Linked DNA regions of Zea mays: region 2 is linked to region 1. Evidence: chromatin contacts called from public Hi-C data. All regions are on one chromosome and are shown on one strand. Each heading gives the region's core, a stretch centred on a gene start, on an enhancer-like site or on the middle of the called end of the contact. The rest is flanking DNA. Distances are from core to core; before and after follow the strand shown. Region 1 holds the start of LOC100501452. Region 2 holds the start of LOC100277231 (NAD(P)H-quinone oxidoreductase subunit L chloroplastic).

What was found. Hi-C and Micro-C count contacts between places; a contact is called where the count stands out from the background.
Region 2: a contact with region 1 is called in a Hi-C map of tassel, with 3 times the contacts expected there. The contact joins the promoter of LOC100277231 here to the promoter of LOC100501452 in region 1. A contact is called at or near these places in 3 of 25 Hi-C or Micro-C datasets (ear, endosperm and tassel).

Annotation. Positions count from the first base shown.
Region 1 is chr7:115,390,633-115,396,231 of Zm-B73-REFERENCE-NAM-5.0, reverse strand. LOC100501452 reads right to left here and starts at 1,853. Exons shown (of 1, transcript NM_001196163.1): 1 at 366-1,853. The coding sequence starts at 1,448. The coding sequence ends at 606.
Region 2 is chr7:115,524,849-115,530,822 of Zm-B73-REFERENCE-NAM-5.0, reverse strand. It overlaps LOC100277231 (NAD(P)H-quinone oxidoreductase subunit L chloroplastic), which reads left to right and starts at 3,498. Exons shown (of 5, transcript NM_001150862.1): 1 at 3,498-3,680; 2 at 3,803-3,898; 3 at 4,017-4,124; 4 at 4,233-4,327; 5 at 4,723-5,090. The coding sequence starts at 3,519. The coding sequence ends at 4,852. It overlaps LOC103632731 (pentatricopeptide repeat-containing protein At5g56310), which reads left to right. Exons shown (of 1, transcript XM_008654475.3): 1 at 1-318.

The DNA of each region.
Region 1 (5,599 bases), core at 604-3,103:
ATGTTCTTTGAACCATTCAAATCAACAAATGCACCCTGCAAACTATCGCATCTGGAAACATACATGACATGAGCAAGTCAATGTTATAACTAGTATAAGAAAGATATGAGATTTTACTTTTACACAAACAAAATTACGAGAATTAACACAATCTAAGTCAATAGACTTTTAGTTTTTAAAAATTCCCTAAAATATCCAGACGTTTGACACATCTTCAACATCAAGTTTGGAGAAAGGCATTTGATTATAACCTTGAATAATAGTCTATATATACTCATGAAATTATCCAGTCAAACAAGCAACCTTCTTTCCTAGCTACTGTATCTTGACCTTCATAAAAAAACCCAAAAGAATGCTCAAATTTTAAAATCGAAAGCAAGCGGAGCACATTTCTATTACATATACTGCTACTAGTAACAACAAAGAACAAGAGTAACATGTGACACATAGCATTAACTTAAAGGAGTACAAATGCATATAGTAGGAAAAAAACGATAGTGAAGAAGTGCTTGACAAATAAAGGATTAACTCTAGGTAAGCTGCCAGCGGCTACTAGTACTACGTAGAAACCATGCAAGCTGCTAGCTAGTACACATAACTACATACTAATATTTCATACCGTCGAGGAAATCACCGTCTTCCTCCTCGTACTCACCGTCGTCATCGCCATCTCCTCCGTTGTCGTTGCTCATCATCTCGCTGAGGCCGTAGTAGTACTGACGAAGCACTGGTGCGGCCGACACGAGGCGGTCCAGCTCGGAGGCGTGCTCCATCTCCATCTCCATGGACGCCGCTGACCCCCCACTTCTGGAACCCAACTTCTCCGCAACACCTCCCCTCATACCTGATCCATCAGCCACCCCTGACGTCGGGGGTGACAAAGCAGCGTCGTCGCTGCCGCCGACGCTTCTCTGTGAGGGCTCGGTGGTGGCGGCGAGCCGCTCGATGGCCGGCTTGGACTGGGTGAGCAGCCAGTCCACCGTCTTGCTGGCCTTATCAAAGCCGAGCCGGTCCTGCAGCGCGAAGAAGTCGCGCGCGACGTCGAGGGACAGGCGCATCCGGCGGTCGCGCACGCCCTGCGCCGTCCGGATCTTGCTGTGCCTGTCCGTCCGAAACGGCCGCTTCCGCGGCGCCCGGGCGTGGGCGTGGGCGTGGCCCTGGCCCTGGCCGCCGGCGGCAGGCACGGCGCCGTTTCGTCTTCCACTTCCACCCTGCGGTGGCGCCGTCACTACGGCGGCCTCGCACTCTGGAGCGGCGCGCGTCGGCCTCAGCACCGCCTCCAGGGTTTCGGAGTTGGTGTGGCCGTGGCCGGGGAAGAAGTGATGGTCCACGTAGCGCTGATCCAGATGCGCGCCCCGCGGAAGCATGGGGAAGCCGGTAGTAGGGTTTGGGTGCGGGGGCTCTTGGGAGACGCCGAAATGATGGTGAGGGTTAGGGTAAGGTAGCATCTGTGGTGCATTGTTTGTACAAGCTTCTAGCTAGTAAGAGAGGAGATCTAGCTAGTTCTAGTTCTAGCGGTACTGCCACTGCTACTGTTTCTTCATCATCTTCCTCATTCGCTTGCTAGATCGGTTCCTCTCACATGTGGGACAGGGACTACACTGGAAATGGAACAGATCTTCACAGCAAGAGGTGGAGTGTGTCCATTTCGACTGGGTATGGCGCGGTGTGTGTATCAAAGCTTAAAAAGGGGAAGAGAAAACCAATTAAGGTCGCAAAAACAGATCGATGAAAAAGCTAGAGATGGTGAAAGCGGCCGGTGTGGTGCGTGGACACAGGAAGCAGAAAGTTGTGAGAGTGAAGCTTAATTTTTGGTGTTTTGTTGCTAGGACCCCTATCGTGTGTGTGGGTTTTGTTTGCTGGGATGATATCAGCTGGACATGAACCGTTGGTGTACATGTGCACAAAAAAAAACTTTCATCTCTAACTGGTTCATTTTGTAGAAACCTCCTGATATCGTGCAACCCTTTCATGCATATGTACGAGATATCATCCCCAGCTGGTTGTTTAGGGACGTATTCTATGCACAAGAAAACTTTGTGTTATACATACACTTAATTTGGACACTTGGTCTAACAATCTTCGGCTAACGTGTTTTACGAAAAACACATTTCACGCTCTCCTGCGCAGGTCATGCTATGCATTGCAAAAAAAAACCTACATCTCAGCAGAAGGCTGTTAGATAAAGAGTTCAGATTGAGTTTGTGTAAATATGCACCAAGATGATCGTGTGCATAAAATATATTGACAGGACTAGAGACGGTGAGGGCATGAGCCACACAGCATTCAGAGCAATGGCGTCGCTGACGACCAGCTACTACTGTTGCGTCATTGCAGAAGCTTTGGGCTAGGACAGAGCCCTAGAGGTAGCTGCGTGGCGTTGGTGTGCGCGGCATGGGGAGGAGTTAGGAAGGGAACAAACGACCAAGTCATTAAATCTATTTCCTCTATATACATCCTCTATATACATCCTTTATATCCGTCCTTTACAGTCTTCTCTAAAAGATTCTACCCCCTATATCTATTTCCTCTCCAACAACGTCCTCTAAATCACGTCCCCTATATGTAAATGCCTATATTAAAGACATTTTTATTTTTAAATTTTTGTACATACGTGTTTGTCATACTCTCAAATGTATTGTACATATTTTAGTTTTACTAAAACGGTTGTTTAAAGTATTCAAATAGATAGAGAACCGTTTAGAGGAACTCTATACATAGAGGATCCAGCAGCGTCCTCTAAATTTAGAGGACCGTTTAGAGGACGTTGTTGGAGGGGTAGAGGACGTCCTCATCCTCTAAATTTAGGGTACAGGAGCATTTAGAGCTCCTTGTTGGAGCTAGTCTTACTGAGGTCGATCAATGCAGATAGCTAGGGCGGCTACAGGGGATGCACTGTAGGGACACGTGGTCAGCCAGGCAATGCGTGTTGAAAAACATACGTATATCTGGGTGGTCTCTGCGTGGCACTGTAAGCTATTTCCAGCATCTATCACATCCACTATCTAATCCTTATTTCAAACTCCACTCTATAAACAATGTCTATAGTTTTATGGCTCTTAATTATTTTATCTGATCTACGAGACAGTCTAAGGACGAGATCTCACTTGCCGCCACCGTCGATCAAAACCAAGCAATTCATAAGCATTACGGTTCAGAAGTTTTTTGGATGAAGTTATCTCCCGTGGCTTAGAATAATGTTTTGTTCGGTTATTTTTATATCTCATGGATTAGAAAAAATTATGAATGTTTTTGACTTTGTATGGATTAAAACTCACATAATCCTCTCTAAAGGCCCTAAGTAATTAAGTCAGCAATTGGACTAGGTGTGTAAAGCCTAAAATTTGGTAGAAAAAACCTAATTTTGGAATTTAGAAAAATATTGTCTAAAGATTAAAGAAATAATTAAAGAGCATTTCTAAAGTTTATGTATTTGAAACTAAGTAAATATTAAAATTTTGGCTGTGATTTTAAATAAATAAATATGGTGACACACTTTACATAGATTAATAATGTTGAATTATATATGTTGAAAGCATCTGCATAAATAAGTAAGGTGGTAAATAAATAAGCAACATAAAAATCATAACGTGCATGTTGGTGATTTATTTGTTGTGCATTTAGAAACAAAATTAGTGTGAAATTGAAATCTAAATATGGGGATTCAAAACAGGAAAGGAAATTCAAAGTATAATAGAAATAAAAAAAGGGAAAAAAAGAAATCTGGACCGACTCCTAAAAAAACAATGGCTGGCCCATCTCCCTAGCGTATAGCCCACATTTGTTCTTGTTTTTTTTATTATTTCCAGCCATGATGACGTCATCCAACATATTTAATCCAACTAAACTGTGCACGCACGTCTGTGGTGTGTCTACGACGGGTGGGGACCTCCGCGTGTGGAACGCCGGTGTGCGTGGCCGCTTTGTCAATCGTTTTTTTTCTTTCTCCACCTGTAACAAACCTTGACCAGAAAACTAGATAGCTATGGATGACGCCTTGCTCGGACTTTTCCTACCGAAATTCTCGCAACCGAATACCCTCTGCCGGGCTCGTCCATGAGTATAAGTAGGAAGTCACAACCTCATTGGCTAGCCTCGGTGTATCGCAGAGACCACAATCTAGCATCACCGCTCTCGTTTTTCCACTCGACGCAATGAGAGCGGGAGGTGAGAGAAGAGATCTACACCGGCGGCGTTCGTCCCGGCGCCGGGTCGCTTGTCACCTGTGGCGAGCATCCCATCTCCCTGGCGCACTAACCTCCGGTGAGCTCAGTTTCCCTTTCCCTGTGAAGCATTCTAGGGATAATCTTTTTACTTTGCAAATCGGTAGTGGTGGGGATCGGCGGCAAGCTCTGGAACTCCGTCTGGACGCCGTGGGGTAGAAGAAGGCCAGCAGCCGTTGATCTATGCGCGTGTGGCTAGGATTAGATGGCGTTTACCCTTTCGGTCTATTTTAATATGTACCGTTGATCGTCGATCTGGCGGTGCTGGGTAACGCGCGCTTCTGGCCATCAGATCTTGATCCAAGGACCTGCGTAGCTTACCGATTCAGAATTAGTTCGTTGTAATCGTGGCCGTTCGAATTTGATCGGACGATCCAAACTCCACGATACCCCTTCGATCACGTACATTTGCAGATGAGCCCCTACAGAATACAGAAACAAACCCGTCGTCCTCGCGGGAGTAGGCTGAGTCTGGTATATTTTACAGAATAAACCCCGACCTTCTCTGTATTAGTGCGCCCAGTCCAGGAATTAAAGAAAATAGGAAAATGAGATTTAGAAATTGATTTTGAGTATAAAAATAATTGTAAAACTTGTATAATCCATAGAAAATTCATATCAGGTCCAAATTGACCCATTCAAATTTCTATAATTCTATAATATTATTGTTTATCATATAGTACCACTGTTTTGACATGAATGTCACATTAAAATGTATATCCTATTTAACCTTGTACAAAACACATAGAATCTCTAGAAATTCATAACTTAAAATCTATAATTCCGATTTGACTCGTTTCAGTTGCGTTAATTTCGTGCAAGTATTTACTACGCAGTAACAACATTTATTATACCATGTCTCATTATTTTATGATTAGATCTTTAATTAACTTATGTTGGTTAGTCTTGTTAATGTGCTCAACATTATCCGCCAAAATATAATTTATGGTAAATTTATAACTTAGATTAAAGTTGAGATAAGTATTTATAGAATAACCTCTCATATGATTTATATTAACTAATTTATTTTAATATTTTAAGCACGTAGATCTTCTATAAAATCATAGCTCCTTAATCGTAACTCTGATCCTAGTAGTTCTCAGTCCCGCGATCTCGTAGCAACGTGTAGATTATTATTATTATTCAGTTTGTACTTATGTTTGGTGTAATGTTAATTTTGTCTATACACTGTTTGTTTGTATTGCTACGACTAGCGTGAGGTCGCGAGAATCTGAAGATCATCCTGGTACCTGGAATCTCAAGTCCCAGGCAAGTTGTGCCCTTGATCACTTCTTTTTACCCAGCCATGTTCTGATTAATCATAATGATCTGCATAGGTTAATTTTGATGGGACCCAATAGGTTACCCTAGTTTGA
Region 2 (5,974 bases), core at 2,249-4,748, 130 kb before region 1:
ATGTATAGTGTATATTGCCAAACTTAAGAGTAGAACTGCAATTATTTGTTGTCAGGTGTTAAGCCTTGACATTTTCCTCAGAGCACTGGCATAGATGCAATTGGATCAGTCTTCAACAAATCTTCACCACCTTCAGATTGCCTGTTATACTGATGCCCTCTTGTTCCTTCGCAGGTTAACAACACGTATCCGTTGTTTTTCATTCTTCTGTAGAACTTACAGGGTAGAATTGGTAGAAACAGTTATACTCCCAATGTCCCAATTTATAATTTGTTTGACTGGCTCGTCTTATTTAATTTTTTGCATAAAAATGAAAAATTCAAAGTCATATTTAAAGTATACTAGTCGGTTGCCCGTGCGTTGCGACGTGCGTTGCGACGGCTTACAACAATACCCACATAAACTATCCATCAAAAAATTCAAGATTTTTTATTGAATGTCTCCGCTCTCTGTATAATATATATTTTGATTTGCCTAACTGATGTTATTGTTTACTCCATACAAATATGTCTTGCTACAACACGGCCAATGAAGTGAGCGATTAGAAGAGAGTTCACAAAGATTGACTAAATGAACAGAAATTATAAAATGACATAATTCTATCATACAGAAACCAAATAAGAGAGTTTGTGAGGTCAAGTTTCTAAAATAAGTCCCATGAAGTCAAACTTATAAAAAAGATAGATCAAAATATGGAGTGATTGCTAAAATCAGGCATCAATAAAAACTTGATGCGCTCCATATAAATTATACTACTTCTTAGCAATTACTAACGTTTAAAACCAACAAATAACCTTTTATTTTGCTGTTAGTGTGACAAATCATTGCTGCTCCATCCAATTCAGCAACCTCAAACACCATGTAGTCCATTGTGCCAATGTGGTCTCAGAAACGACATAATGCTTACAAGAGCCAATAACGTCGTGCCATGCTTGGGCTGCAGCCTCGGCCCGTAGTGCTGGCCCGACCCGACATGATTATTTTTTATTTTACAAAAAAATGTATATACCTATATACAATTTATATTCAATATTAAAAACATCTTAGCGTGATGTTCTACTGGTTAGACAGTTTCACCCAGTGTCTCCCGCCCTTTTTTCATCAGGGCATGGGTTTCAGCCCCACCTCCTGCACTGTTTTTTAACATTTTACGCTGATTTAAATGGATCGACTGGCTAACGGGCTGGCCCGACACAGTTAGCAGGTCAGCGGATTAATTTGAAATAGCTACGAGGGGTTATTTGTAAAAAAATGACGCATGACGACCGTTGAAACTGGTGCTTTAAGTATAGTATAGATTATAAAGTAGACGATATCATAGTAAATAATTATTGTTATTATATTTTTAAAATAAAACAAGTCGGTCAAATCTGGGATAAAAAAAGTAAAACAACTCTTGCTATTGCAGGTCACCTCATTGTCACAACAATGATGAAGAACCTACACAAACCTTGAGACCTAAAATTTAGGAAAGATAAATAAAGAGTTAAATAGAGAGTTAAAAATAAAGAGTTTCTTGGAAACATTATAAGATTAATTCTTTAATTCGAACGACTAACCGTTTCGGTGCCTTTAGCCAGAAAAAGCCCTAATATGTCCCGCACGCGTCTTGAGACAGTTTGGTGTGAAGGCATTGGCGTATTGCAGAATTGCAGTACAATGATGAAAGAAAGAAGCTAAACGACACAGCAGGTCAGCGTCTACCAGGCCTACCAAGGTAAACAACTCAGGGTCTGTTTGGTTGGGCTGTGGCTGTGAAAAAAGTTGCTGTGGGCTGTGAGCTGTGGAAAAAGCAGCTGTAGGCTGTAAGCTGTTAAAAAGCTAAAAATTGTTTGGTGGAAACCACTAAAAGTCGTAAAAAATTCTTCGATATATGTTTTCATAGTTCCATCCGAAAAGTCACTAAAAGCAGGTCCAGGGGTGCTTTCAGATTTGCACTACGAGAAAGTCGACTTTTAGGAAAAGCTGCTTTCTGGATCCACCCCTTTGGTTGGCTTTTGGCTTTTAGGGGAGCAAAAGCCAAAGCCAAAAGTCAAACCAAACACACCCTCAGATTTGCTATCAGTTGTCAGGAGCATACTATAAATTATGATCCTGAGTGGTCAAGTTGTAATGACCTTAGTAAGATTGCAGAGATGATGGTTGAGAGAGTGGAAATCATGTGGATTTAGATTTGAGAGAGACATATTTACCTACATTGAAAATGGACAGATATTATGGCACTATCGAGATATGAGAAATCGCAGGATTAATCAACCTTGTTCTAGTGGCATTTACGAAATCCTTGTTATAAAATTTGATTTGCACTATCTGTCGTTACCTATATTGAGTATTTAATATACATTTGTTTATTTTTTATAGTTGGTCTTACCTTTAGACTTAGAACAATTAATGAAGAACAATAAAGATATTGCTTCGCAACAGCGGGTTTTGTACGTTATCTAAGTTGAGTTTATGTTGTCATGTATCTTTTGGAATTATGTTATTTTTTACGTGCTTTTGTTACAAACGTGTCATAACTCAGTCCGGGTCTTATGCAAATCCATGCACTGCCACTATGCAAGAAGTGCTGGGAATTGGGCCAGATCGGGCCAGTCCGGTCTAAGTCTATCGTGCTTTGTGCCAAACAGGTTCGGGTCAGGAAAGCTAAAAAACTTTTGTACCATGCCGTGACAGTCCGCAGTATAAAAACAGTGGCCCAGTCCGATCGTAAACCACGTCGTGCCTTCGTTGGATCATGCCGGCCCAAGTCCGGCCCGTATATTTGACCGCATAAAATCAAAATATTACAACCACATAAAATTCATAGTTTACTAAATTAAAGATATTAAACAATCCTAGCATCATTTGACCACATAAACTCCAAATATCACAACAATATAAAAATCGGTATCTTACTAAATTAAAGAAAATAAACACATTGAACTTAGTTGGGCGGTGCCGGCCCAAGACCGGCTCGTATATTTGACGGCATAAAATCAAAATATTACAACCACATAAAATCCATAGTTTACTAAATTAAAGATATTAAACAATAATAGCATCATTTGACCACATAAACTCCAAATATCACAACAATTTAAAGTCGGTATCTTACTAAATTAAAGAAAATAAACACATTGAGCTTAATTGGGCGGTGTCGGCCCAAGACCGGCCCATCTGTGCAGGTCGTGCCGGGGTCCGACGAGCCGGAATTTAAGACTCGGCCCAGACCCGCCATCGGGCCGTGCTAACCCGACTCATATTATTTCGTGACAGGATGTGCTTGGGCCCCTATTGAGCCGTGCTCGAAAACCCGGCCCCACACTACGACCACAGCCCGCCTACTCAACACATGCATGACGTGGTGAAGACGTGAAGTCAACTTTCCATCCATTAGATCCCCATCCAACTGTCCAGGCAGGCCAAATTATTGAGTGCCACATGACCGGATGACCCCAAAACGTCGTCTATCCAGATAAGACGCGCGCCACGGCTGCCGTGGAGTAAACCACAACGCAGGACAAGCCATCGCCCCGATGGACACCGCCGCCTCATGCCGCCTCCTCTCGCCGGCCTCCTCCTCTCCGCCCCCCTGTCCGAAGCAGCTACCCAAGCGGCGACCGACCTTCGCGGCCTCGCAGCAGCAGTCGCCCAGCTCCAGCGCCAAGTTCAGGCTCCTCTGCCTCCTCCATGACAAGGTCCATAGTAGGCTAGTAGCTAGCAATCTTGGTTTGGATGCTACCCCATCCCCACCGATGATAATTCCTGATCGTCCATGCTCTTGGTTTGTTTCCTGTTTGCTTCTCGAACGAACGCGCAGTCCGCGTCGCCAACGACGTCGGTGCAGATGCAGAGCTCACAGTCACAGTTGCAGAGGCTGGCGACGGTGTTGCAGTGCGGAGCCGTCTGGGCAGCTGTACGTACAGGAGTCTCTCGCTCAATTCCACACGGCCCTGGAGCTCGATTGGACGCTACTATACCTGCACGATCATACATATATATCGAACGTGAAATCGCAAATGCTGTATGTGTAGGTTGAGGCGCCGGCGGCGCTGGCGGTGACCGGCGAGGAGGACATCGACCTGCTAGGGATCCTGCCGCCGCTCGCGGTGTTCGCCTTCTTCTACTTCCTCGTCGCTCCTGTGCGTGAGCTAGCTACTCGCGCGGCTCTCGGTTTGCTATCAAATCGACTTCATTTGGACTGACCCTGAGTGAGTAACAAGTGTGCATGTGTGTGTGTGTGCGCGCAGCCGGTGATCATGAACTGGATGAGGCTGAGGTGGTACAAGCGCGAATTCGTGGAGACGTACCTGCAGTTCATGTTCACCTACCTCTTCTACCCAGCGTGAGTGTAGTGTACTTGCATTGCTGCTGCGGCGTCATGCCTCTAGAACTGTTGATTTTTGGGTTGCTATAGAGAATGGCAATATAATAGCTATTCTAGGAGTTCTGTAGAGCGAGTGAGAAGATCGGAATCCGCCAACTGATCTCTAGGCTATAGCCGCACAAGTGAAGTTATTTTGCTTGCCTGGCCAGCTAATTAATTAAGCTCAAAATTCATGTCATCTTCATGCAATTTGTTAAAACTCATGACCTGTATACTATTAACTGAATTTCGTGTGGCACTATTATATATAACTCATGACCTACATACTACTAACTGAATTTGGTTTGGTTTTTCCTCAAAAGCAAAAACAAAAGATCGGTTTCAGTTTCGTTTTGATGTCTGTGTGTTTGCAGGATGATGTTCTGGGCGCCATTCGTCAACTTCAGGAAGTTCCCGAGGGATCCCACCATGAAGTACCCTTGGTCCAAGCCGAAGGAGGGCACGCCGCTGTTCAAAGACAGATACCCGCCTATAGACTCCTAGATACAGCCTTGATGCTTGTACTCGGCTCGTCGCGCGCCACGGGCATGCAGGCAGCAGCGAAAAGGCCGGTTTCTTCACCTAAAAATCTGTGTAAAACATTACTATATATCACACAGTCTAATAATACCCGTGCTAGTACATGGGAAAGGTTACTATCACTAAGATTTTACCATGATCTATAGTTCTATACCTCACAACATTCATGTAATCATGTCCGTTAAAAACTATGTTCACCAGTACAAAGAAGCTCTATAATGACGGTCGTGAACATATTTTCACTGACGTTTCTTAGAACCGTTGGTCTAGTAGAAATCATCATTTTTATAGCCGGGTAGCTGATGACCGCAAGTGAAAATCCGCCAGTAAAAATCGATTTTCACTGGCGGTTAAGTTTAGAAATCCGCCAGTGGAAATCGATCGATTTGCACTGGCGGTCGACATAATAAAACCGCTAGTAAAAAATATTTTCAGAAACATTAAACATGTTTTAAAAACAGTAAAATTTTTATTTAAGGAGAGAACTATTTTAAGTCGTGGCATTTTTCGCCCGCTATACGGTTGTTAGGAATCAAACAGCTGACCTCACCCTTGCGTGTATCCTCCACTATCACTCCACCTATGACATGATTTGTGTCTAGTTTGAAGTTTTCTTGTCCACATATTACAACCAACTGAGTGTAAATTGCTTGTTTGAAATCGTAAATGAATTCAAATAAAAAAATTTGTCAACTACAAAGTTGAATAACTTTTGAATTTCTACAACTTTCATTTTGACACTTTTTTCATCCAAGGTAGTTTGCAAAATTTGAATTTTAAATTTTACATACTTAGATTCAATTTTTGAGAACCGAAATGAGTTCAAATAAAAAAGTTATCAACTATAAAGTTTCCTAACTTTTAGAAATCTACAACTTTTATTTTGATGGTTTCATCATACGAGGTTGTTTGAAAAACTCGAAAAATTAAGGTTAAAAATGATTTCTAGTGGCGGTTCCTTAAGAAAATCGATTCTAGAAATCGAAGTATACAAGCGGTTCCTTAAGAAAACCGCCACTAGAAATCATGAATTTTTACATGCGGTTTTCTTAAGGAACCGACCGTAGAAATACGATTTCTAGTGGG